6 separate regions of the Mus musculus genome follow, and all the other regions are linked to region 1. Evidence: chromatin contacts called from public HiChIP or PLAC-seq, Micro-C and promoter capture Hi-C data. All regions are on one chromosome and are shown on one strand. Each heading gives the region's core, a stretch centred on a gene start, on an enhancer-like site or on the middle of the called end of the contact. The rest is flanking DNA. Distances are from core to core; before and after follow the strand shown.

Region 1 (4,096 bases), core at 906-3,405:
CAATACCAATACAAAACAAGTAATTAAAAAGATATTACATTTGCATTATAAGAAGAAATAAGCCCTTTCCTCTCCACCATGAAGGGAAGTCAGGGCAGGAACTCAGGAACTCACACTGAAACCTGGAGGCAATAGTTGAAGCAGAGACCACGGTGGAGCACGGGGCTTGCTTTCATGCCTGGTCCAGTCTGCTTTCTGATAGGACCTAGGACCACCTGCCCAGGGGTACCAAAGCCCTCGGGGTGCTGGGTCCTCCCACATCAATCATTAATCAAGAAAATGCCTCACAGACTTGCCTACAGGCAATGTGATAAAGGCATTTTCCCAATTGAGGTTCTTCCCAGGTGACCCTAGGTCAACTTGACCAAAACAAACAAACAAACCAAACCAACAAACAAAAAAAAAAGATAAAACAAAAATAAATGAAACAAATAAATAAAAACAAAAACAAAACAGGATAAGAAAGAGATGTGCTTTAATGTCTTTTTGTAAAAAAAATCTATATTTGATAGAGATTTTGAAATTACATTGTTCAAATAATGTAATTTATAACCAGCCTCAAAGATTAAAGTTTTAAAATTAAATGTAAAAAGAATGGATTCGCTTATTTTAAAGAATCTCGTTTTGTAAATGAGATTATAAAGTAGTTTAAGAGGTGCACTGGTTAGGATTGTGAATGAGATAAAGGTTAGTATGAAAGGTCATATGGAAACAAACATTCTAATCCCAAGTATGGGTTATTGGCTGTTTTCCACACTCTTGTTTCAAACAGCTCTCTAAAGACTTTAGCCTATATTATCACAGTCTTTTCAAGTATTGTTAGGTGTGCTGAAATTCTTTCAGCTGGTGTGAAACATGTACCAGATGAGTACATGAGTGGGGTAGGAGGAGGATGGAGGGAGTGCGACCTTTAGGTCTTTTATTTTCTCTTTCACTCCCGCCCCAGTTACAGCAAGGGAGCAGCTGTGCCCCTGGTTTGAAGTGCTCCTCAAAACCGGAGGAGAAGGCTCAGTGGTGAAGAGTAATACACTGCCCTTGCAGGACACCCACGTCGAGTGGCTCACTGCCACTTATAACTCTATCTCCAGAGAATCCGATGCCTTTTTTTTGCCATCTGTGGGACACGCGCTCACACACACACACACACACACACACACACACACACACACACAAATCTACAAATCTACACTCATATAACTAAAAATAAAATAAGTTTAAAACCAAGGATATGTTCCACAAAATGAGAGTATACAAATTGTGAATAAGGAAGAGAAGGGGAAGGTGGTGGAGGAGTGTGTCTTCCAAACTGTGTTCTTCCTGAGAGTCAGATTCTGATTTTTAAGCTCTGGGTAGAGCCTGACAGTGTGCCTTTTTAAACTGGCTCGGGGTGCTGCAGCTGCTCGTGGTACAGGGCTTACACTAAGCATAGCCAAGATTTGTAAAAACAAAAACAAAAAACGAATTGTATTAGGAATGAAGAACAGAGAAATGAGAAGAGAGAGAGAGAGAGAGAGAGAGAGAGAGAGAGAGAGAGAAAGAGAGAGAGAGAGGATGTGAAGATAAAGGGAAGGAAATGGAGGGAGGTAAAGAAAAGAGAAAAGATAGGTTTACTTAGTGTTAGACAATAGTGCAATAGGAAGGGAAAGGGAAGCCGGGCGGTGGTGGTGCACGCCTTTAATCCCAGCACTCGGGAGGCAGAGGCAGGCGGATTTCTGAGTCAGGACAGCCAGGACTACACAGAGAAACCCTGTCTCGGAAAAAAAAAAAAAAAAAAAAAAAAAAGAGAGAAAGGGATGGAGTGCAAAAAATTAATTCTTTAAATGAGTAGAAACAAAGAAAACGAAAAGGCTGAAGTGAGGCAGCATCTTAAAGCTATCTCTCTTGAGCATATGAGGACGAAGTTTATCGCTCCTTAAGAACCCAAATTCAATAGTCATATAGTCTAGGTTCTAGCGCACGCTGGCGCTAGGCAATGGGCGGGGCCCCGGATGTAGCTCAGGGGGCGGTGCTTGCGTTCGGGGGGGCGGGGCCACCCCAGGTCTGCGGACCGGGCCTTGCGTCCTCCTCCGTCTCAGGGGGCGGAGCCTGGTCTCTAAATTGGCGCCTCTGAGTGGCTAAGCGGCAGCTCGGATTGGCGGCTTTTGAACCCGGAAGCACTAGCGGGCGCTCGGAAGCGGCAGGAGCGCGGGCCTTGGCTCGCTCGCTGCGGCTGCGGGATGGTTGGCGGTGGCGGGAAGCGCCGGACGGCCGGGGCGGGACCGCAGGTAGGCGAGGCGGGATGCGCTGGGTATGGGGACGCTATGGGCCGTGGAGGAGCCGAGGGCCGCCCTGCGGGGCAATGGCCCGGGGAAGTCGTTCCTTTCCAGCGCCAGCCCAGTTCCCACGAAGCTCTGCAGCCAGCGGACGGACCATTCATTCATTCATTCATTCACTCACTCACTCACTCACTCACTCACTCACTCACTCATTCACTTACTAACCAGCTGATGGAAACTGGAGGAGCTGCCAGGGCGGCGAGGCACACGCGAACAAACATTTCACCTTTCGTTTTTTTTTTTGCTTGGGGTTAACGCAGGTGTGTAAAAGAAAATGCTGGAATTAACAAGCCCTGGAGTTATTAAAGACTTTTGTTTAAGACAGTCTCTATGTTGTAGCCCCGGCTGTCCTGGAACTTGATATGTAGATCAGAACTCAATATGTAGCCTCCAAATCACAGAGACCCTCTTGCCTCTGCCTCCAGGACACGAACCACCACTGCCCGGCTACTTTGGTAGCCTGACCTGGAAGTGTAAGGGATACGGGTTCTCAGATGAGTGATAGATTGGCCAGTCTGGACTCTTACATGATTTCATGGGTTCCTTAAGCATACAGTAGCTAATGGGAGAAGTTAAGCAGGGAAACGAACGTTTAACAAAAGTGACACCAGCTATGTTTTAAACTGGGTAGGGTGAGGCGATTGCTAAGGCTTAACGGCCAGTGGATGGCGAACATAGGTATTATTCTCGTTGTGTTGTGTTTTCTCACAACACCAAGTTAAAAATGTGGTTTAAAGAGAACAGCCTTGTCAGGCAGAAGCAATAAGACCAAAAGTTCAGTGTCCTCCTCAGTTACATTACAAGTTCAAGACCAGCCTGGGTTACAATAGACCTGTCTTAAACAAAGTCCAGCTTGATGACGTAGAGAGTAATAGTACTGATGACTTGAATTCAGTCCCTGAAGTCATGTGGAGTTAGGGAAGGGGACAATGTGACCAAATACGTTGTATGTAAAACCACTCCCACAGTTCTGCATCTACCCATTTGGGTGCCTTTTCCTTTTTGCCTAAGCATTTCCTGCCGCTTCTAGTCACTGTGGCTATCACCCTGAAGTTGGAGTTACCCTTGCCTTCTTGTAGAGTTTGTTGTTTCCTTAAAAAGCTTTTATGGTACATCTTGTCTTAGTCAGTATTCTACTGCTGTGAAGAGACACCATGACCATTAAAAAAAAAAAAAAGTGCCTAGCTGGGGCTTGATTACAGTTTTAGAGGTTCGGTCCACTATCACCACGGCTGGAAGCGTGGTAGCAGGCAGGCAGGTATGCTGCAGGAGAAGCAGAGAGTTCTACATCTAGACTGGAAGGCAGCAGGAAGGGAGAGACTCTGGGCGTGGAATGGGCTTTTTGAAACCTCAAAGTCTTATCTATCCCCTAGTGACACACTTCCTCCACCAAGGCCACAGTTCCTAGTCCTTCCCAGTACTGCCATTCCTTGGTGTACTCAAATTTATAAGTGCTATTCTGTTTAAAACCACCACACATCTATCTAATCTTGGGGGGTTTTCTTAATTGAACATCATACAAAGATTGAGCCATGTTGTCTAACTGTACTTCTCTTTCTTTCATTTAGTTACTGTTCCCCAGTGTTTGAAAGCCCTGTAACTATCTATTTTCCTGTTGGCTGGCATTTCAACCTCCTAAGGACAGTGCTGTCAAAAACAATTCTTACCCGATGCCTGACTTGTACATACAGTGTGTAGGCTTGGAATGACAGTTACCAATACATATGGTTGGACCCCTGAGAACATGTAGTTATCAACACCTGGGTGAGAAATGCCGACTC
Region 2 (4,096 bases), core at 604-3,103, 400 kb after region 1:
CTTCTCCTCTGAGTTCCCTTTTCCTCAGAGCCTGTCAGGGTGAAGTAAGTTAGAGCGAGGGGACTGGAAGGTATTTTCTGAATGTCTCCCGTGTGCCAGGAGTATGCTGGCCACTCTCTGCACAACAGAGCTGTGGCCTCAAAAGTATTAATTTCCTACTTGGCAAAAGGCCACCACTCACGGTCATAGACCTCAGTCAGTGCAACCAGATCCTAAACCCTACCTGTTGAGCACCAGGGCTGTATTCTGTTTTCCGTGGGGTGTCCCTCGGTGTGTGATTTCATAGAGTCATGGAACTCTACTGGGAAGAGGGGAAGAGCCTGCCGGAGAGTGAATCTCTTCACTAGCGCTAAGAAACTCTGGAGGGTTGGAGATGTAGCTCCATTGGCAGAGTGCTTTTCTAGCCTATGTGACACACAGGGAAATGGTGGCAGAGACCTGCAATCCCAGGGATGGAGGCAGGAGGATCAGAAATTCTAGACTATACTTGGGTTTGAGGCTAGCTCAGATTCTGAGATCCTGCTTCCAAGAGGGGTGGGGGCGGGACCGGGACCAGTCATTCATTCAGGAAATCTTTTCTGTCTTTCTTCTCAAGAGCCATCTCCCTAAAGAGTTCAAGGGAATGAGCATTGCCATCTAACTATAGTCTGTTTCATTTCCCTTTTATTTATGTTGTCTTTTTGCTTGGAAAGTGTACACCTGTCCATGTTTCAGGTTCCTTTCATTGAGGGCACCATTAGCATTTCTAACGGGAAGTTCACCAAACTTTACCTGAGGTGCAGAGTTTAAATCTTCCGATGGTAACACAGCTAAGTGATTCAAAAGGGCTAGGCTTCCCTTTTGCTGGAAACTGTTTCATGCTGTTGGTAGACGAAATTATTATTGTGGTTGTTTTTGTAGAAACAGACAGTTACCCAGGCATGGAATTATCGGATACTCTGGTTTCTGAAGGTGGATATTTACTTCCATTGTACTTTCAGAGGCTCAGACAATTGTGACTATGCTTTAAACCCAAATAATAATTATAAACAGGCTGGAAACTGAAGACTTTGATTCATTTTAATTTATTCTTTAGAAGGAGCTACAGATGAGACGGTACACTGAAATAGGACTGCCCGGCCTGGGCTTGAGTTCTCCTCCACACAGAGACCTACTGTTTAAGGCTGCTAAATGTGTACTCTATTTGCCTGGGTGTGTGGGCACAAGAGAAATAGAGAGGGCAAGAATCGAGGTTGATCTTGTGCCAGAAACCAGATCTCTGCTGAGGTTAGTAAGCACTGAACTGAAGCATCGGGTAAAGAAACGGTTCTTGTTAGGGTCCAGACACGAGTGCTAGTCCTGTCTCAGCATGAAGGACACTGTTTTGCACGAAGTAGCCCCCAACCCCCAGGCTTTGCAGAGTGAAGACAGAGATACCATCCATCCCGGCTCTTTGTTTGGGGAGTCAGAGAAGTCCTGGTGGACCCTCACTGTGTTTGCTTTGAGTTGGCGTTGGTCCCGTGCCAGGCTATGTATGCATCTGATATGCATCGTCTCATTGAATTCTCCCAGTGACCTTATGAGATGCCTTTTCATTTTTGAGACGGGCAAACCAGACCTGGAGAACATTGGCTACTATGTAACTCACAGCCAGTGGAGCCGGGCCCTGAACCCAAATTGATCTTAACCATTAGTGGCATTTGCAGTTTTGACCAGGATCCTGGCCACTCGGTTTTCCCCACTTGCCTGCAGTGATGGATGGAGAGCGTTGAACTTGAGACCTCGTCCTGAGCACTCGGAACAGTAAGCTTTGGTGCACTTTGGAAAGAATAAAATCAACAAACTGGCTCAGCTGGGAGATGGGAGCTGTGGGAGAAGGCAGCAGTGTTTTCTCTCTGACATCACAGGAAGTTACCATGGAAATGATTATGGTATTATGAATACAAAATTATAACTTTGAGCAGGAAATAAGCTGCCCGAGGAAGCAGAACACCGAGGAACAGCAACATCGTTGTCATGAAAATGTCTTTTAGGTTTTAGATGAACAAATTTAGCAACATGAGGTCTGAATGCCTGGTCTCTTTCAACATTCCCGAAACATCAGTGTTAAATTATTCTTTTAACTCTCTTGGTTTTGTTCCTACTTTCAGGACTTGTTGAAAGTAAAACAACTCCCATGTGTGCATGTGTGTTTGTAGTTTAGCAAATATTGTTTTTTAAAGATCCTCCTTGCCTCAGCCCCCGTTAAATCCCTCCTTCAAAATGTTCCCAGTGGAGATAAACTGTTTCCTGGCCTTTCCATCAACAGATTCACTTCAGAAGGAGTTAGGGCTGGCATTTGTTAATTGCCAAGGCCAACTGTAGCAATTGGAGGGGAAGGGTAGATAATAAAAACCCAAATATAACAAGAACGTCAGTTCCCAATTTCATGATCCCCATTACTCTTTATGAAATGTAATGCTTTCCAAAAATGTTTGTTTAGAAAATGCTGATCATATTTTAAAGCTTTCCACAGGAAAGATGTTTCAGGCTGCCAGCCATCAGAAGTGGCAACGTGCTAGATTAGAGTCCACCATTTTCTTATGTTTGGAAGTGTGATGCTTTTATTTGTTTGTTTGTCTGCCTGGTTCTTTCTTGCACACGCTGAAGACAGCTGTGCTGCTCTCTTAATGGTGGGATTTTACCTTGAAAGGACCAAGTGTTCCACACAGGGACTTCATAGCTGTTCTGGTCCACTGTGCTCTAGAGCCAGGGTTGTCAACCTTCCTGATGCTGTGACCCTGTAATACAGTTCATCGTGCTGTGACGACCCCACCCCACACACCATAAAATTGTTTTGTTACTGCTTCATAACTGTAACTTTCCTACCGTTATGGATTATGAAGTAAATATTCTTAGACTATTCTGAGATCTACTGTATCTTCTCAGTCTATGAATAGGAAGAAAAAGGAAAAAGAGCATTAGCATTAGAATTTTAAAACAGCGAGTGGGTGCGGGGAGGGTAGCTCAGTGGTAGGGTTTTTGCCTGGTCTCCAGCACTGCTAGAAAAATAAATAAGAAACAATAACATAAGTCGGTAAAAGGAGCACAGATATGTCATTGAACTGGTCACAGATGAGCAGTGCATCCCATGTTGGTCATACTTAAGATCCATGAATGGTAATGTAGGTTATATTTGAAACATACAATATGCTTCTACATCTGGGAAGCTACCGTTCAATTTCAGATCATCACCGATATCTGACATCACCGTCCTCTTTCTCCCATCCTTTGCCAGCTTGTGTTTATCATTTATTTGTCCCGTAAAAAGTTTATAGTCCGTTGTATAAGTGTGAAAAGTGTTTAAAAACAGTAACGCTAGCTGTTCCTATTTTTACAAAGTCCATTGTTATGTTTCCAATTTATCTGTGTTGCAGTGAGCATGGTTCCTGCCTACTGATGCATACATTTCTCTAACAACCTTTACTTTCATTTGTGGATTGTTTGGAAATGATTTACAGTTTCCCAACATATGGGAACCTAAAACGTCTTTTTGTATTATTGTTTTTTTTTTTAATTGCTTTGTGATTAAAGGACTTGGTCTATATATTATCTATTTTTGGAAACCCATTGAGAATTTTGTGGCTTACTGTATATTACGTTTAGAAAGTACATGCATGAAAATTATATTAAAGTTATATATGGCACAAGCCTGTAATCCTGGAACTCAGAAGGCTGAGGCAGGAGGATTGCTGCAAGTTCATGGCTAGCCTGGGGAATCTAGTGGGTTCCTGGCCATCCTGGGCTACAGTGTGAAACTTTGTCTCCAAAAAACAAAACAGAAAGCAAGAAGTAAAGAGAGAGGACATCTGATGCACTTCACATCCTCCCCTCAAGCATGGCTTAGAACCTCCGACTACTGATGGGTTTATTTCTTCCCTCGGTGTTTTTAATTAAACTTTGCTATGTACATAGAAAGCTGACGTTTTTGGTTTCTCTGTGTAGCTCAGGCTAAGGTGGAACTCACTATTAGACAAGGCTGGCTTGGAGAAGAGATTCTCCTGCTTTAGGCCCCTAAGTGCTGGGACCACAGGTACATGCTGCCACACCTGGCCTCCTAGAACTATGCATAACAGAA
Region 3 (4,096 bases), core at 993-3,492, 380 kb before region 1:
CCGGAGCTCGTGTCTCTAGCTGCATATGTATCAGAAGATGGCCTAGTCAGCAATCATTGAGAAGAGAGGCCTCTTGATCTTGCAAACTTTATATGCCCCAGTACAGGGGAATGCCAGGGCCAAGAAGTGGGAGTAGGTGGGTAGGGAAGCAGGGCAGGGGGAGGGTATAGGGAACTTTCAGGATAGCATTTGAAATGTAAATAAAGAAAATATCTAATAAAAAATAAAATAAAATAAAAAAGAAAAGAAATCTTGTGATCAGACACTTCAGTCTCCTGCCTCCGAGTTTCTCGGCCAATATGCCCTGAACTGTAATCCAGAGTGGCCCTCTGGTCCTTTAAGTTGCTTCCCCACGGGATTTGGTTACAGCAACAAGGAAGAACGACTAGTATGCAGCCTTTCCCTTGGACTGTGGTTTTGGTCTGTGGTGTATTTCTATAACCACAACCACCAATACCCCCACATCCTTTTACCTTCTCTGATGGGTCACTTTGTTTCCCTACCTGGCCAGAATCACCATTCACCTTATAACCAGGAAGCATCTCAGGTATTTTTCCTGTCTAATTCCAGGAGGTGGCAGTTTAAGTGGGGTTTGTCTCCATAGGCTCTCGTATTTAAACACGTTGTCCCCAGTTGGTAAGACTATTTGGGAAGTTGGGGAGGTGGGGTCTTGTTGGAGGAGGTATATTGCTTGGAGAAAGCTCCTAAGTTTCGAGCACCCACATCTTTCCCAGGGATCTCTCCCTGCCTCTTTCCTGAGAATCCAACTGTAATCTCTCAGCTACAGCTTCAGCGCCATGCCTGCATGACTGCCTGCTGCCATGCTCCCTGCCATGATGGCCAAAGAATCTAACCCAGCAGAACAGTGGACACTGAATCGAATGTTTTCTAAGTTGCCTTGGTCATGGTGTTTTATCAAGACAATATTTAAACTTAACTAAAACACAGAAAAGTCTGCATAGAAAACGCAGCAAGCTTTTTTTTTTTTAAAGAATCTTTATTTCATGATTTGATGGTCTTAGAGTCTATGCCTCGTGCTCTGTCTTCAGAGTGTACGAGTGCAGGAAGAGGCTGGCCTCCAACACTGAGAAGTCAGGCTATCTGTGGCACGTATTATTTTTAGAGTCAGAATGGTTATAACTCCAAAGCCCCTCTTGCCAGCCCGAGGACCATCCTCTTGGATGCAAAGTCCTTGCCTGACACAGCTAGTTTAAGCTACAGTGGTCAAATAAAGCTGACACCTCAAACGTCATGAGATGTCCTGTTCCCAGGGACAAGCTTGAACCCTGAGTTTTCAGCTGTTCTTTATTAATTTTGGAATTCACTCACTATATGGCCCAGGCACCTCAGCTTCCAAAAGTACTCCTTGAGCGATTCATTCACCGCTCCCTCCTTTAAATAACTGTGAACTTAAGACAGTTTCTCTTTGTATGGTCATCAACCAGGTAATTTCATACTCGATAATCGCTTTATCTTCACCATACCCAACACACTTTCAACCGAGCACTTACACAGTGGAAGCTTTGGAACTCAGTGGGAGAAGAGGCTGAGAATCGAGGAGACTGCAGATTTAGTCTTCAAATTTGGGGTTGGGAGTAACTATCCCCACTTACTCTACCGGGCTTCTACTTTGTAAAGTTACCTGAATTCATCTGGGTCCCCTTGAAGATTTGGGGGGTGGGGGTGAGAGAGGGAAGGGAAAGAGAGACAGAAAGGGACAGAGAGATAGAGAGAGACAGGGAGAGACAGAGAGACAGACACCTTGATACTGAGAAACAAGGCTAAGCACCTATTATAATGCCTGCTGCAATGGAATAAAACTACCACCAGAGGGTACTAAAGGACCAGGATCCTGAGATACCATCAGCTTCCAGAGGCTCATTTCAAAGATCTGAAGGGGAGGGTTTGGGGGGCTGGCCAATAGCAAAGCTGTGCTGCGAGGCTCTGAGCAGTTGCGAGACTCTGAGCAGCAAGGTCAAGAATCCACGCTGCGTTTATGTGAATTCGGGCACCGATCCCTGTTGTTATCGTGCATCACAGCAGGGCCTAGCGGTTTTCGTCTCTCCAAGCCCATCCCTGACCAGTGACTTGGGCTGCCTGTGGTCAGCTGCCATAGGCCGGCCGGCGGGGCGGGAGAGGGCACCCGGGTCAGCCACTGCCCCTCTGTGGATGGACTTTGTCCCTTCTGCCTCCTGACCCGGGTCTATTTAGATCTCAGACACCTACCGCAGCCGGTAGGCAGGCAGATTGGGTGGCACTACACAGGGACAGCTAACAGTGCATCCCGAGTGACTGGCTTTCTGAATCCTGCTCCACGCGACCAGCAGAGACATGAATTACTCACGGTTCCTCACTGCAACGAGCCTGGCCAGAAAGCCATCTCCCATCAGAACTACAGGTGAAAAACAAAGCCAGAGCCCTCCCTGCTCTGCAAGAGTGGAGTTTTCTTAGCGGAAGCTCTGCATGGTGCCCTGTTTTGGCGCTCACCGCTAGGGTTTGTGCCCATTCATTCAAGTGTGAAGACAACCTGTGAGCATTAGTGAAGGAGGAGTTATTTAACTTTTGTTCACTAAGAGCTTGGCTTGGAAGGCAAGGCAAGGCAGTGAGTATTTTTGCTGAGGTGTTGGAGATGAGCCAAAGGGCCAAGCATGAGGCACATCTTTCAAGCCAGCTGTAGAGAAAGGCTCTTAAAGGACTGGGGAATGGGACCCAGAGGTGGAGTTGGGACACACACAGGTATTGGGCAACAGGGAAAAAGGCCTTCTGCTGCTGGGGCCCTCTCCATTTTTCTTCGCCATCTGCATTCTTGGATTCCTCCCCCAGTGAGAAAGTCTAGAAAAATTTACTTTGTATTTATTTCAGACTAGCATTCAGTCTTAGCCCAGTATGCTGCTTTGTCAGACTAGAGGAGAGGAGTGGTAATTTAATAAACAGCAAGAATGTTCTGTCGGCTCTGGAGACTGCCATGCCCAACATCAGGTACCCAGTGAGGACAAATCCAAATAAATGATGCTTCTCGCTGCAGCTCGGTCTCTTCTGTAAGAACACTAATTCCATTTCTGACGGCAGAGTTTTTAATGATCTAATCCCATCTTTAATATAGCATATCAAGTACTAGAGTCGAGTATAGGACTTGGTCAGGGACATTAATGTTCAGACCACAGGACGGTGGACACATTTTTTTTCTTCTTTTTGTGTTTATCATAGCGGACATACTGAGCAAAGCACCAAAAACCCTCATCTCCCTGGCTCCTGGATCTCCAAACCCGAGCATGTTCCCCTTTAAGTCAGCTGCCTTCACTGTGGAAAACGGAAGCACCATCCGGTTTGAAGACGACTTGATCAAAAGGGCCCTCCAATACTCTCCAAGCTATGGGTAAGTAAGTGACCAATAGACGGTAGAATTCTATTGGTTCATTTTTAAATGCCATTGATGATGTGACTGAGATCTTTTGTTAATGGGGTGTACAATGACTGGGGAAGTTGGGAGAAGACTTTAAAATATTAAAAGCAAAATCAGTACTAAATGCTTCACACACCCCAGTGATGAGCTTTCAACCTTAAGTGACTGGGAGAGCCAGAGAAACATCTACAAGGAAGTCCCATTTGAGCTGAGTATGATACTGAAAAGAACAGTGGGAAGAGCATCACAGTGGGAAGAAAGGAAATGTATAGAACAGTCCTTGGATGTTCTGCACACACACACACACACACACACACACACACACACACACTTCCTCTCCCCTCTGGATCCACTCCCTTTCTGTCTCTCATTAGAAAAGGACAGGCTTCTAAGAGATAACAACTAAACATGACAAAATAAAATATAAGATGAAGCAAAAACTGTCATATTGAAGTTGAACATGGCAACCCAACAGGAAGGAAACAGCCCCAAGAGCAGGCGAAAGAGTCAGAAACACACTCGTTCTCAGAGTCGGGAATCCCATAAAAATACTAAGCTAACAGCAATAATATAAGCAGAGGACCTGGTACAAACCCAGGTAGGGCCTGTGCTTGCTATTTCAGTCTCTGTTATGTACCTTACTTAATTGATTCAGAGACCCATGTTCTCCTGGTGTCCTCTATCTTCTCTGAC
Region 4 (4,096 bases), core at 1,164-3,663, 320 kb before region 1:
CTGTTTTGGCTTAAAAAAAAAAAACCACTCTGAGGCCATCCTGAGCTTTGCATTAATTCAAATGTAAATATTTCTTAATCTGAGCCTATTGCCTGAGTCCTGGCCCAATGATTACCCCTCCTGCAGTGAGGACAGATTCTACTGTCTGTCTATGCCTCTAATTTTTGGACAGTCTTTTGTAAAATGATTTATGTAGCCACACTTAAAACATTCCTTATAGCCTCTGCACTGTGAAAGCATTGCATGTACTGTAGTTCCCTGCAAGGCAGCAGCCATAGCCAGACCCTGATTGTATGAGGGTCCAATTTCTGCACAAAGACGAATATATCCAGATAAGTCTGTCTTTGTATGGCCAGATAGCCACAGCAAACTGCATTAGTGATCTCATAAGACAATTGTGTAACAAAAGAAAACCCTGCTTGAGGGTCTCCAAAAATTTTACTAGCTGTTTTTTGTAGTCTATTCACAAATTCCTTGAAACAGTTCATCAGGAGCCTGTTTAATACCAAATATATTCCTACTGAGATTTCCAATTTTGGGGGGTTAAATTTTGCTTCTACCACTGTATCCAATAATCTTGTGTAAAAGGGGCAGCAAGCTCATACTGACCACAGCTGTTTTTAACTTGTATTACTCTTGCAATCATTCTAATTACAAAATGTGGGCAAGTTAAGAATCCTGAGCTTGCAATCAAACTGAAAACGGCAAGCTACAGCCAACGGAACACTGGCAATTTAACCATATTTTTTAAGTTTCTTTTACAATATTAGAGCATAACCATGACTTTGGAAAGCAAAACCCAATTTTAAACAATCCATTCTCTTTAAAAATCAATAACAAAAGCTCTAGTTTTATGTTACAAAGTTTGACTGCCAATTCTTCTATATGAATGCATGACAGTGCAACTTTTAATACCTCATTAAAGAGACATTGTTTTAATCTTATCCCTTATAAGTCTAGTTTCTAGGATAAGAATTACATAAAATATTATCCTAATTTAGAAGTATCTTTAGAGGTCTGGTTTCCTGGGCTGTTTCATGCCAGATGTTGTTGTTTTAAATGACTCCAACCCTAAGTTACCGGTTTTAAGCTAACTTTTTAAGCATACCCAATAACTTATAAGTCATTACTCTAGTACCAAGACACGCAGAACATATTTATACCTTTAAAGCCAATCAGAAACAAAATGAAGCACCTATACCAATCTTATAAATTTATACCAATCAAAAAATTTTTACTTTTTCTAGCTATAATTTCAAGAGAAAAAGCACTTTGTCATTTGCTGAACACAATAATCACAATTGCAGAGATTTTTCTAGGGAAAAAAAAAACCCTATCATCTTATTTGCCTTAGAACTTGACAAGCCACTGGCCCCCTTTAAAAGCAGCTTTTCAGCAGGGCGTCTCTTGCTGTGCTTGACTCCTGGCTAAGTGTATGGGGAAACTTAAACCAGCCTCTGCTGTGCAAAATGAGACTGAATCAAGAGATGGATAGCCAGCAGATAAAGTTTTAACCGTTTTTTTCTTTTCAACATGAAACATAGAACAACAGTCATTCAGACAATGAAACAAAAACAGACACAAATTGACATGTGGACAGATTGGTGCACAAAAGACAGACAGTACAGAGAGGTAAGAGAACTTGATGTAAGCAACTAAGGATGTCTCCTGTAGGGGCCAGACAGGAAGCAGATGTCTCCCGATTTCCTTCTGTCCCTAGGAGAGCTCTGAAATCCAAATCCATTTTTCCTTCTCTCTCTCTCTCTCTCTCTCTCTCTCTCTCTCTCTCTCTCTCTCTCTCACACGTCATTTGTATATCTAGCATCTTGTTGTTGTTCTGTTTTGTTTATTACTTATTTTATTTTATACCCTACTCCTCTAGCCTGAAGCCTTTTGGAAGCTGCAGACAATTGCCTATATAAAATTCCCATCCCAATGTGCTGTCACCCCTAGCTGATATCAACACTGGGCCTATGCTGACTCAGTCTAGCCTGTATCACTTTTGCACCCTTGCAATCAGCAGCCTTCAAAAGATGAAATTTATAGCACTAACATTAATGTTGTATGTTGCTTACCACCATGTAGAATACATAACTTTTACTGTTTTCTGTGGAGCTCCACCGAGGACAGCCCTCAGTTGGTGGCCCTGTGTCCAAGCTCCTCATATGGGCACCACCTGTAGCCATCCAGTGGCCATGGAGAACCAGGTACACCTGGACAGAGAGTTGGGGATGGAATAGGATGGGCAGGCTAGAAAAATAATGAGCCAAGACAAAGTTCTCTGATCATGGCTCAAATTTTAATTTTGAGCTCTGTGTTTATATAGGCAAAATCCAAAACCCACCCCTTTGTATCAACTGGATTGAGTTGTAAAGTAAGCTCAGTAAGTGGCCAGCTCCTCAAGGCTCAGGCAGGAAGGTGTAAATTCAGTGAGGCCAGGCGCCTGGGTCCAGCAGCCAGAGACTTGTTTAGACAACTCAAGGCTGGGGGAAGGGCACAATACCTAATAACTTATAAGCCATTACTCCATAACCAAGACATGCAGAATATATTTATACTTTTAAAACCAGTCAGAAACAAAAATAAAGTGGCTACACACATCTTATATGTTTAGACTAGACAAGATTTTTATTTTTTCTAGCTATAATTTCAATAAAGGTGCACCTTGTTACCTTCTGAACCCAATAATCACAATCAGAGATTTTTCTAGAAGAAACAACTATCAGTTCCCTTATCATAGAACTTGAGAAGCTGCTTGCCCCTTTACAAGCAGTTTTTGCAGACAATCAGCTCCTAGCAGAGCTTCTCCAGCTATGCTAGACTCCTAACTACAGATGCAGGGCTCAAAAGCCAATAGAGACTGCCTTTAAAAAGTTGAACTAAATCAAGGGGTGGATATTCAGCAGATAAAGTTTTAACCATTTTTTCTTTTGAACATGAAATATAGAACAACAATCATTCAAACAAAGAAACAAAAACAGACATAAATTAACAAACATGGACAGAATGGTGCACAAGGACAGACAATAGAGAGAAAGGAAAGAAAACTTGATGTCCCAAAGGAACCTAGATATAACCTGAACTAAAGATATATCCAGTAGGAGCCAGAGAGGAAGCAAGATGTCTCCCGATTTCTTCCTGTCCCTAGGAGAGCTCTGAAACAGCTTATATCCATTTTCCTTCACTTTTGCTAACTTGTCCTGGACAGGGGACAACTGCTTTTCTAAAACCTTCTCTCTCTCTCTCTCTCTCTCTCTCTCTCTCTCTCTCTCTCTCTCTCTCTCTCATCATTTATATATTTTTATTCCTACTTCTGGGAACCATAGACAGCATAAATCTACTTGAGGTAAGAATTTTTCTAACATCTGGTTTTTTAAACCCTGCTCCTCTCACCTGGAGCTCTTAGCTGCAGACAAATGCCTATATAGAATTCCCCTGTCCCATTGCACTGTCACCCCTAGGTGAAGTCAGCATTGAGTCAACACCTCTTCAGCTTAACCTGTATCTCCTCAATATATCTCCTGCAACAACAGCCTCCAAAAAATAAATAGCTAGTGCTAACATGAATACTGTTTGTTGCTTTCCATGCAGGATTCTGTTACTACTTTCCTTTACTGTGGAGCTCCACCCAAGACAGCATTTCTCAGTGGGTCCCCCCTACCCAGTTTTTCTGGCCCCACATTGCACACCATTTTTAGCCATTCATCAGCCATGGAGAACTGGGTTTACCTGAAAAGGGGACTGGAAATGAAAGGGATGGGGGAGGGGTGAAAGGAGGATGAAGCCAAGATTAGGTTTTGATCAAGGCTCAAAGTTTAATTCTGCAGCTCCAGCTTATAAAGGGAAAACCACAAAACCCATCCTTTGTTTCAGCTGAATTCGGTTGCAAAGCAAACTCTGTGGGCAGTCTATTCTTCCAAATCCTGTAGGAAATTGCAGGTGCAGCAAGGCTGACTCCACCTGGAGTCCTTAAGGTCCATTGTGGCAAGCACTCAAGGTCTGTTCAACCTGCTCAAGGCTGAGGAAGGCACACTGGAGACCAAGAGAGGGAACCCCAGATTCATTGGGTTGGAACATATCAAAAAGGTACCTACTT
Region 5 (4,096 bases), core at 552-3,051, 300 kb before region 1:
CCTTTTGTTTTAGGATAAAATGTTCTGTAGATATCTGTTAAGTCCATTTGTTTCATAACTTCTGTTATGTTCACTATGTCCCTGTTTAGTTTCTATTTCCACGATCTGTACATTGATGAAAGTGGTGTGTTGAAGTCTCCCACTATTATTGTGTGAGGTGCAATGTGTGCTTTGAGCTTTACTAAGGTGTCTTTAATGAATGTGGCTGCCCTTGCATTTGGAGCATAGATATTCAGAATTGAGAGTTCCCCTTAGAGGATTTTACCTTTGATGAGTATGAAGTGTCCCTCCTTGTCTTTTTTATAACTTTGGGTTGGAAGTCGATTTTATTTGATATTAGAATGGAGTAATTAGAATTACTCCAGCTTGTTTCTTCAGACCATTTGCTTGGAAAATTGTTTTCCAGCCTTTCACTCTGAGGTAGTGTCTGTCTTTTTCCCTGAGATGGGTTTCCTGTAAGCAGCAGAATGTTGGGTCCTGTTTGTGTAGCCAGTCTGTTAATCTATTTTATTGGGGAATTGAGTCCATTGATATTAAGAGATATTAAGGAAAAGTAAATGTTGCTTCCTATTATTTTTGTCGTTAGAGTTGGCATTCTGTTCTTGTGGCAGTCTTCTTTTTGGTTTGTTGACAGATTACTTTCTTGCTTTTTCTAGGGCGTGGTTTCCGTCCTTGTATTTTTTTTTTCTGTTATTATCCTTTGAAGGGCTGGATTCGTGGAAATATAATGTGTGAATTTGGTTTTGTCGTGGAATACTTTGGTTTCTCCATCTATGGTAATTGAGAGTTTGGCCGGGCATAGTAGCCTGGGCTGGCATTTGTGTTCTCTTAGTGTCTGTATAACATCTGCCCAGGCTCTTCTGGCTTTCATTGTCTCTGGTGAAAAGTCTGGTGTAATTCTGATAGGCCTGCCTTTATATGTTACTTGACCTTTCTCCCTTACTGCTTTTAATATTCTTTCTTTATTTAGTGCATTTGTTGTTCTGATTATTATGTGTAGGGAGGAATTTCTTTTCTGGTCCAGTCTATTTGGAGTTCTGTAGGCTTCCTGTATGTTCATGGGCATGTCATTCTTTAGGTTTGGGAAGTTTTCTTCTATAATTTTGTTGAATATATTTGCTGGCCCTTTAAGTTGAAAATCTTCATTCTCATCAACTCCTATTATCCGTAGGTTTGGTCTTCTCATTGTGTCCTGTATTTCCTGGATGTTTTGAGTTAGGATCCTTCTGCATTTTGTATTTTCTTTGATTGTTGTGCTGATGTTCTCTATGGAATCTTCTCCACCTGAGATTCTCTCTACTATCTCTTGTGTTCTGTTGCTGATGCTCGCATCTATGGTTCCAGAATTCTTTCCTAGGGTTTCTATCTCCAGTGTTGCCTCACTTTGGCTTTTCTTTATTGTGTCTACTTCCCTTTTTAGGTCTAGTATGGTTTTGTTCATTTCTATCACCTTTTTGGATGTGTTTTCCTGTTTTTCTTTAAGGACTTCTACCTGTTTGGTTGTGTTTTACTGTTTTTGTTTTTGTTTTTTAAGGACTTGTAACTGTTTAGCAGTGTTCTCATTTATTTCTTTAAGTGAGTTATTAAAGTCCTTCTTGATGTCCTATACCATCATCATGAGATATGCTTTTAAATCCGGGTCTAGCTTTTTGGTTGTGTTGGGGTGCCCAGGACTAGGTGGGGTGGGAGTGCTGCGTTCTGATGATGGTGAGTGGTCTTGATTTCGGAACCAAGATGTCTGCTGCTGATGCTCAGGCAAAGCACTTCTGCACCGGGCAGATCCCTATCCTCTGGCCGGGAAAATAGCCAGCTGCCTGTGCAGGATACACTCGGCAGGGTCCCGGAACTGAGATGTCTGCTGCCAATGCTTAGGCAAAGTGCTCCCACGCCGGGCAGATTCCTATCCTCAGAAGTCTTAAGATCCCGTGGCGGGTGTTGTGGGTAGCTGGCAGGTGTCAGCCGACTCTGTGCCCTAGCTACCCCGGTGCTGCTCGGACCGGAAGGGGCTTGTGCCCCTACTCAGGCCGGGTTTTCTGCTTCCCTAACTAATGCAGTCTCAGGTCCCGCACGATTGGATTGGAGCAGATGCTGTGTTCCACTTACCAGAAGTCTTAAGATCCCGTGGCAGGTGTTGTGGGTAGCTGGCGGGAGTCAGCCGACTCTGCGCCCTAGCTACCCTGGTGCTGCTCGGACCGGAAAGGGCGTGACTTGGCTTTTATTCTAAGTGATAGTGTAGTACCAGAGGCTATTCTGAATGTCACTGAATAGGCAACGCTCTTATTGAATTCCAAGCCCATTTTCTTGCTCAAGGACGTTCTAGGACTGTTGGAATACTGGCGGAAGGCTTTAGCCATGTCGGAATTCAATTTTAAAAGGCACTTATAATAGGAAAATACTGAAAGAGAGCATGTGGATCTATACACTAGACTAACGCAGAAATGGAACGCGGGAATGAAAAATTAATGTATGGGTAGAGAACGCTAGACTCCAGGAGGAGAGCTTGCTTGAAACTCTTTTGCCTCATGAGTGACTTTTAAGCCTTTCGGCTTGTCCAGGTGACTCGACTGGAGAACGTAGCATCCCACAAGGCTCTTCTGGACTAAAGAGCAAGCCCAGCGCTAGACAATGGGAAATATTTTCAAATCAAAATGTAGTACCAAGTAAGTGTTCAAGAACCTCAAAGGACCAATCAGGAGCTGATCCAATGCAATCACACAAAGGTCTTTATTCATAAGCTCAAGCTTGGGCTTGACCCACAGGATGGTTCCAGTGGAGTAAAGCCTTGAACACTCATCAGTATAAGGTTTTATAGGAAATGACAAGCAAGGGGTTAGGGTTTCTAGCCTGGAAAGCATCTAATTGAGGGGCTACTATGGCTTTTAACATAATTGGCTGGTGCTGGGAGCCAAACCATAAACTTAACTTCTGCTTCCCTCCTAATTGGTGATTGTTAGGAAGGGTTGGGTTTGTAACTTGAAGGTGTGTATTTGTTGAGTAATAACCTGGAAACTGGTGCTAGGTGGTGGGTGGATTTGTTAAGGGAAAATAACCTGGAAACTGAATCTAGGCTCAGGTTTTGTTGAGGGGTAACTTGGAAACTGAAGTCAGGTACTGGCCTAGTACTTTACTTGAATTTAAACTTAAGTCAGGTTTTCTAACATAGAGTGTGAACCCCCTAAATTTGGCCACTCATTTCCCCCTTTCTCTGGTAACTAGAAGGCCCTGTCATGGGACTTCCTGAAGCTCACAGGCTTTGTTATGGAGAGACTGGTAGTGACTTTTTATTACCATAAGTTGAATAGTCCCAAGTCCTTCTTTCATAAACTACACTGATTTGTTTAGAATGCAGGAGCAAAAGTCAAGGAGCAGAGGGAAAATGAGCAGAGGGCCCAGCAGGGTGGATATCAGGGTGGTCAGCCATGGGAACCTGTGAGCCATGATTCGAGCCAGATTTGTGCCTTTTCTCTTTCTCTTTTTCTCTTGGCCAGGCCCTTTGGCCATCAACTCTTTACTCCAGAGTGGTCAACATAAAAACAACATTCTTTTTTGAGGGCTGCACATAGCCTTCCCCTGTTGCATAAAAAGGAGATTCAGCCCCCTCCTACTTTTGGAGTACTACCTCTGCCAGGGAGCCCAGAGAATATTGGGGGAGAAAGATCCCTTTCACTAATCTCTCCATATCAGTGTCTATGGCCTCTCTTAGATGGTTGTAATATTTGCTTTTTAACACCAAGGAAGCTACCCCATTCCTGTGCTGACCATGCCCAATCCTAGAACAACCACCAGTTACAGCCAAAATTGGTTCACTTGGCTTTTGTGAGAACTAGGTCAGAAGTTACATCTAGGAAATCTAGGACTTGATTGTAATTGTGATAAATAATCCTAGGTAACAACTGGACAAGTATACAGAATTCTTGGTCCTGATGTAGCATAGCCCCGTGGATGCATAGGATGAGTCCTAAAATGCATGCCCTTCAGTCATTGTTGGAAGGCAAAATGTATTTATCATTATCTGGATTTATCTTGTAGGTCCAGTTACAAAGGTGGCTATAGACCCCAGGGACTGTCCCTATACAGGTACCCTGATCCTCTGTGG
Region 6 (4,096 bases), core at 511-3,010, 270 kb before region 1:
CATTAATTGAATTGAACTCACAGTCCTTTTATGACAAACACAAACCCAAGGTTATTATAAGCATTCCTTCCTAAGTACTTCATGCCCTACCTGCCCTGACCTGAGGTTGATGCTGGAGTTCCAAGGATGTAGGTCTCAGAAGGAGGCAGCACAGATTGCAGTGCTGGAGTGCCAGCTTCCACTCCCAGCACAAGTGTCCCAACAAGTATCAAATTGTGTGCGCCCTGTCTAATGCCTCCAAATCTAAACACTGATCATGCTGTAGTTAAACGTCACCCTGACAACTTGGGAATCTTTGCCAATGACTGAAACAAGTGTTTATGGGATGCTTTCCAGGAAACTAGGATTTGATCAACACTGCTTTTAAAATGATGAACATTCATCCTGAACACCTAATTCAATTCACACATGGGCACTGTTTGTTCTGTGTAGCCAGAGACCCAGCCAGCAGCTCTATTACTCAAGTCTCTTAGGGATACGGGCAAATAAGGGAAACCTCAGGCCCTTGAAGCTGAGACGAGCAAGAGTGGAAAACAAAACAAAACAAAAATCTGCAAAAATCCAGTCATGATATGATATAGCACCTAAAATGTTACCTCATTGGGGGAATTAGCGTAGAAGAGAATTGTCTTTCTTAAGGGGGTTCTTTTTCCTGATCATGGATTCTGGCACCTCTCACAGAAGCTAAGTAGAGTAAATTCATGTCCTTGAACTAATGGCCGCTCTTGCTCTTGCTCTTGCTCTTGCTCTTGCTCTTGCTCTTGCTCTTGCTCTTGCTCTTGCTCTTGCTCTTGCTCTTGCTCTTGCTCTTGCTCATGCAACTGTCTTCATCATTCACCTTTCTTTCTAACAAATACATAGTTAGGCTTAATGAACAAAGACTAGGGAGCACACTAACAAACCTAAAGGAGCTCTAAACATACTGATGACTCTAGGAGGCATCTCTATCATGATCCTAGTGATATACAGGGTCAAGAAACTTCAAATTCTATCTACCTGACTTTCAAGTCAGGGAGGGGAGTAAACATGGATTTATCACTGTAGATAAAAGAGGAGGCCATTGTCATATCTTGATCAGTCTTTTAATTACTGGTGATAGTGGTGCCATATCTGACCCTGAGATACCAATAACAAAGTTAACAGTTTTCATGTATATATTGAAATCTAATTTAAACTTCAAGACAACTAGAAAATGTTAGCCCTGTTACAACAGAATCGTTAACCCTGCTACAGACAAGGAAATAGGAGATTGTTTAAAGCAGACTTGCAAGCTCACATGTAAGCAGTTCCTGTCATCACAGTGTAAAATTGTGTCACTTTATGAAGATCTGAGGAAGTCCTTAGTGAGGGGTAGTCCTGGGGCTGCTGCTGCCAGCCAGGGGAGTAAGGTGGCAGTCCTGGCAGAGCACAAAGCTGCATTCCCAATACATTAGAAAAATTGTAGTTACAAAAGGACTTCAGAGATGCATACATTTTAACAATGCTTAGAGACCCCTCGCCCACAGTCATAGTCATTTCACAATCATTCAAAAGGAATGAGCCTGAGCCACAGTTGGCCCGTCTTCCCAAGACTCAGACACATGTATTCATGGCTTGCTATTAACAGCCAACTGGAAAGAATACACATAAAACCTTGTAGGGTGAGGGCTTTGGGGACATCTATGTTTCGGTCATTTACACCAACCTAGGAAACCCCAAAGCCTAGGTACATGTTTCAAGTTGTAATGCATCCCCTTGTACACTGAGTAAACTGTGCAATTGTTTTCTATGTAAAGTAACAAACCTTTTGCCAGCAGGTGGCAGTCTTGCAGAAAAGATCAGTGGGAATTTGGGAAATCTGATATTAAGAAAATTTCAAGTTTTAGAAAGAACTATGCATCCAATATGATTAAATCGTACTATAAGCCTGAAATTTTATGAACAATGCCAACTAGACATGTCCATTCAATTAACTTCAAAAATACAAGTCACTGTATACAAGCATTATTTGATTCCATCAACAGGGTGTCCTGCTGCATACTAGATGAAGATACAAGGTTGAAACAATTCTAAGGAATGGTAGAAAACAGAATCAGTTTAAATATTGATTTTTTTTTTACAACTGACACACTTAATATAATCTGTCTTCTTATGTGAGACTGGCAGAATATTGCGTAGTCTTGAAGTGGTGTTTTTATGTTTTTTAAGACTATTTTTTATTCTAGAGAAGCGTGTGTGTGTGTGTGTGTGTGTGTGTGTGTGTGTATGTGTGTGTGTGTGCTTCTTAGGAAGGCCAACATACACTTAACACTTCAAGGTCCATCAGCATATTGTTCAAAGTTAAAATGGCAAATTCTACTTGGCAGTCATAGCAAATGAGTATTTACTCTCAAAATATTTGCTGGGTCTCTTACAGGAAGCTAATTTTTCTTCAAGGAAACCACACTTTCAGAAGGTGAACTGTGTCCCCCACATTCCTATAAAAGAAAATCCCAATTCCCACTCTTGGAATCTGATCTTACATGGAATCAAGATTGCAGCACGAGTTAGGATTACATCATACTCTGATGTTTGGTGCTCTGTTAGACAGGATATGCTGCCTTTGTCCCCAGATGCACTGACTGTAAATGCGCCAAGTGCCCCCAGTGCCTCTGTCTTCACAAATGCACTGAAATCTGACGTAGGTGTTCACACATCAATTAGAAGAGCAGCTTGAAGGAAAAAAAAAAAAAGTATTTTATGAGGAAGTTGTAGAAAGTCAAAGATTCTGGGCAAATCTTCTTTGGCAATTTAATATTAAGTGTGACTGATGGTAAAGATCAGTGAAAACTTAGGCAGTGGGCTCTGAGGAGGATTCCATCTGAATTTTTGGCCTCAGGGATGCTCACAGGGCATTACTGCAGGAACAGCACAGCTATAAATCATGGGCTTACTGGTAGCATCGCTGCACTTTGGGCTGTCCTATTGGCTCTTCTTTTCTTTCTTCCTTTCTTTCTTTCTTTTTTTTTTTTAAATTGGTTATTTTATTTATTTACTTTTCAAATGTAATCCCACTTCCCAGTTTCCCCTCCTTAAACCCACTTCCCCCTCCTTGCCCCTCCTTCCCCCTCCATGTGTACTCTTTGGTTGGTGGTTTAGTCTCTGGGAGCTCTGGGAGGGTCAGGGTCTGGTTGGTTGATATTGTTCTTCCTGTGGGGTTGCAAACTCCTTCAGCTCCTTCAGGCCTTCCCCTAACTCTTCCATTGGGCTCCCCATGCTCAATCTGATGGTTGGCTGCAAGCATCTGCATCTGTATTGGTCAGGTTCTGGCAGAGCCTCCCAGGAGGCATCCATATCAGGCTCCTGTCAGTAAGCACTTCTTGGCATCAGCAATAGTGTCTGGGTTTGGTGTCTGTATATGGGATGGATCTCCAGGTGGGGCAGTCTCTGGATGGCCTTTCTTTCGGTCTCTGCTCCACTCTTTGTCCCTGCATTTCCTTTTGACAGGAACAATTCTGGGTTAATAGTTTTGAGATGGGTAGGTGGCCCCTTTTCTTTAGTCCATTTTATCCTTCTTGGTCAAAGAGTGCATCACCTGGCACTGTACCCTTTGTGCAACAGAGCTAAACTTTCAGTTCTGAATGCCAACCCAAAAAGGTGTTCCAGAATGATCCTAATCTTGGTCCTTGAACTTGGAACTTTCCTTCTTCAGTGTGAAGACTTCGCTGATTCTGGAAATTAAATGAAGAAACAACAACAAGGTGTACCTTCTCCGTGCTCATTTGCTTTACTTATTTAATTAGCATCTCCACTTTCATGAGATGATTGGGGTGCCAGGCAGTAAAATCCTGCCCACCATGTTAATTGTGAAATGTGTACTCTGAAAGGGACAGATCATCGTCTTTTATAGCACTATAAAATCTATTCAGATACTACATGGCAATGTGTGCTTTATCCATGTTGCTAGCAGGCTGGGCTTTCAAAACCAAACTATTGCCTGGCCAGCCATATTACCCTTTCCATGGAGCAAATAATCAAAGAAAAATTGTCCAGCTTAATAACCCTGATCATATGACAGAAGTACAAAGATCCATGATGTCCACAGAATCCAAGCAGTTCATTATTCAGTCTGCATTCA

The links. Promoter capture Hi-C pulls out the DNA fragments that hold promoters and counts their contacts. A called contact is a pair of places that touch in the nucleus more often than the background predicts. HiChIP or PLAC-seq counts read pairs in DNA pulled down with a chosen protein or histone mark.
Region 2: a promoter capture Hi-C map of the C10 cell line shows a contact between it and region 1, with 3 times the contacts expected there. The contact joins the promoter of 1700001D01Rik here to the promoter of Hpf1 in region 1. A contact is called at or near these places in 2 of 39 promoter capture datasets (the C10 cell line and pre-B cells).
Region 3: a Micro-C map of embryonic stem cells shows a contact between it and region 1, with 4 times the contacts expected there. The contact joins the promoter of Aadat here to the promoter of Hpf1 in region 1. A contact is called at or near these places in 15 of 39 promoter capture datasets (the 3T3-L1 cell line, 3T3-L1-derived adipocytes, cranial neural crest and 7 more), 1 of 15 datasets of contacts at CTCF or cohesin (embryonic stem cells), 9 of 484 Hi-C or Micro-C datasets (the N1E-115 cell line, brown adipocytes, cortical neurons and 3 more), 10 of 115 datasets of contacts at active chromatin or transcription factors (craniofacial prominence, embryonic basal ganglia, embryonic limb bud and 5 more) and 1 of 9 other capture datasets (embryonic stem cells).
Region 4: a contact with region 1 is called in an H3K27ac HiChIP or PLAC-seq map of epiblast stem cells. The contact joins the enhancer-like site here to the promoter of Hpf1 in region 1. A contact is called at or near these places in 5 of 39 promoter capture datasets (the 3T3-L1 cell line, 3T3-L1-derived adipocytes, hippocampal neurons and 2 more) and 1 of 115 datasets of contacts at active chromatin or transcription factors (epiblast stem cells).
Region 5: a contact with region 1 is called in a promoter capture Hi-C map of stem cell-derived epiblast-like cells, with 4 times the contacts expected there. The contact joins the enhancer-like site here to the promoter of Hpf1 in region 1. A contact is called at or near these places in 6 of 39 promoter capture datasets (the 3T3-L1 cell line, embryonic stem cells, liver and 1 more) and 2 of 9 other capture datasets (embryonic stem cells and pancreatic islet).
Region 6: a promoter capture Hi-C map of neural stem cells shows a contact between it and region 1. The contact joins the enhancer-like site here to the promoter of Hpf1 in region 1. A contact is called at or near these places in 21 of 39 promoter capture datasets (3T3-L1-derived adipocytes, the C10 cell line, the HPC-7 cell line and 14 more), 5 of 484 Hi-C or Micro-C datasets (the NIH/3T3 cell line, bone marrow-derived macrophages, cortical neurons and 2 more), 16 of 115 datasets of contacts at active chromatin or transcription factors (bone marrow-derived macrophages, craniofacial prominence, embryonic fibroblasts and 8 more) and 3 of 9 other capture datasets (adipose tissue, macrophages and pancreatic islet).

The regions. Positions count from the first base shown.
Region 1 is chr8:60,888,273-60,892,368 of GRCm38.p6, forward strand. Hpf1 (histone PARylation factor 1) reads left to right here and starts at 2,156. Exons shown (of 8, transcript NM_028299.3): 1 at 2,156-2,264. The coding sequence starts at 2,217.
Region 2 is chr8:61,287,019-61,291,114 of GRCm38.p6, forward strand. It overlaps 1700001D01Rik (RIKEN cDNA 1700001D01 gene), which reads right to left and starts at 1,854. Exons shown (of 5, transcript NR_045475.1): 1 at 1,726-1,854. All of the region lies in intron 2 of Sh3rf1 (SH3 domain containing ring finger 1), which reads left to right.
Region 3 is chr8:60,503,882-60,507,977 of GRCm38.p6, forward strand. Aadat (aminoadipate aminotransferase) reads left to right here and starts at 2,243. Exons shown (of 13, transcript NM_011834.2): 1 at 2,243-2,398; 2 at 3,208-3,376. The coding sequence starts at 2,332.
Region 4 is chr8:60,571,273-60,575,368 of GRCm38.p6, forward strand. No RefSeq gene overlaps it. Among named protein-coding and RNA genes, the nearest start is that of Gm34730, 59 kb to the right of the region's middle. Within about 2 kb of position 2,414, at least 3 of the 459 cell types and tissues checked have an H3K27ac peak or open chromatin away from gene starts, as enhancers often do. A contact at or near this core is called in epiblast stem cells, where this site is marked.
Region 5 is chr8:60,589,725-60,593,820 of GRCm38.p6, forward strand. No RefSeq gene overlaps it. Among named protein-coding and RNA genes, the nearest start is that of Gm34730, 40 kb to the right of the region's middle. Within about 2 kb of position 1,802, at least 5 of the 459 cell types and tissues checked have an H3K27ac peak or open chromatin away from gene starts, as enhancers often do. A contact at or near this core is called in stem cell-derived epiblast-like cells, where this site is marked.
Region 6 is chr8:60,615,346-60,619,441 of GRCm38.p6, forward strand. It overlaps Gm34730 (a long non-coding RNA gene), which reads right to left. Exons shown (of 3, transcript XR_379010.3): 3 at 1,069-3,689. Among named protein-coding and RNA genes, the nearest start is that of Gm34730, 14 kb to the right of the region's middle. Within about 2 kb of position 1,761, at least 6 of the 459 cell types and tissues checked have an H3K27ac peak or open chromatin away from gene starts, as enhancers often do. A contact at or near this core is called in embryonic fibroblasts, neural stem cells and tail fibroblasts, where this site is marked.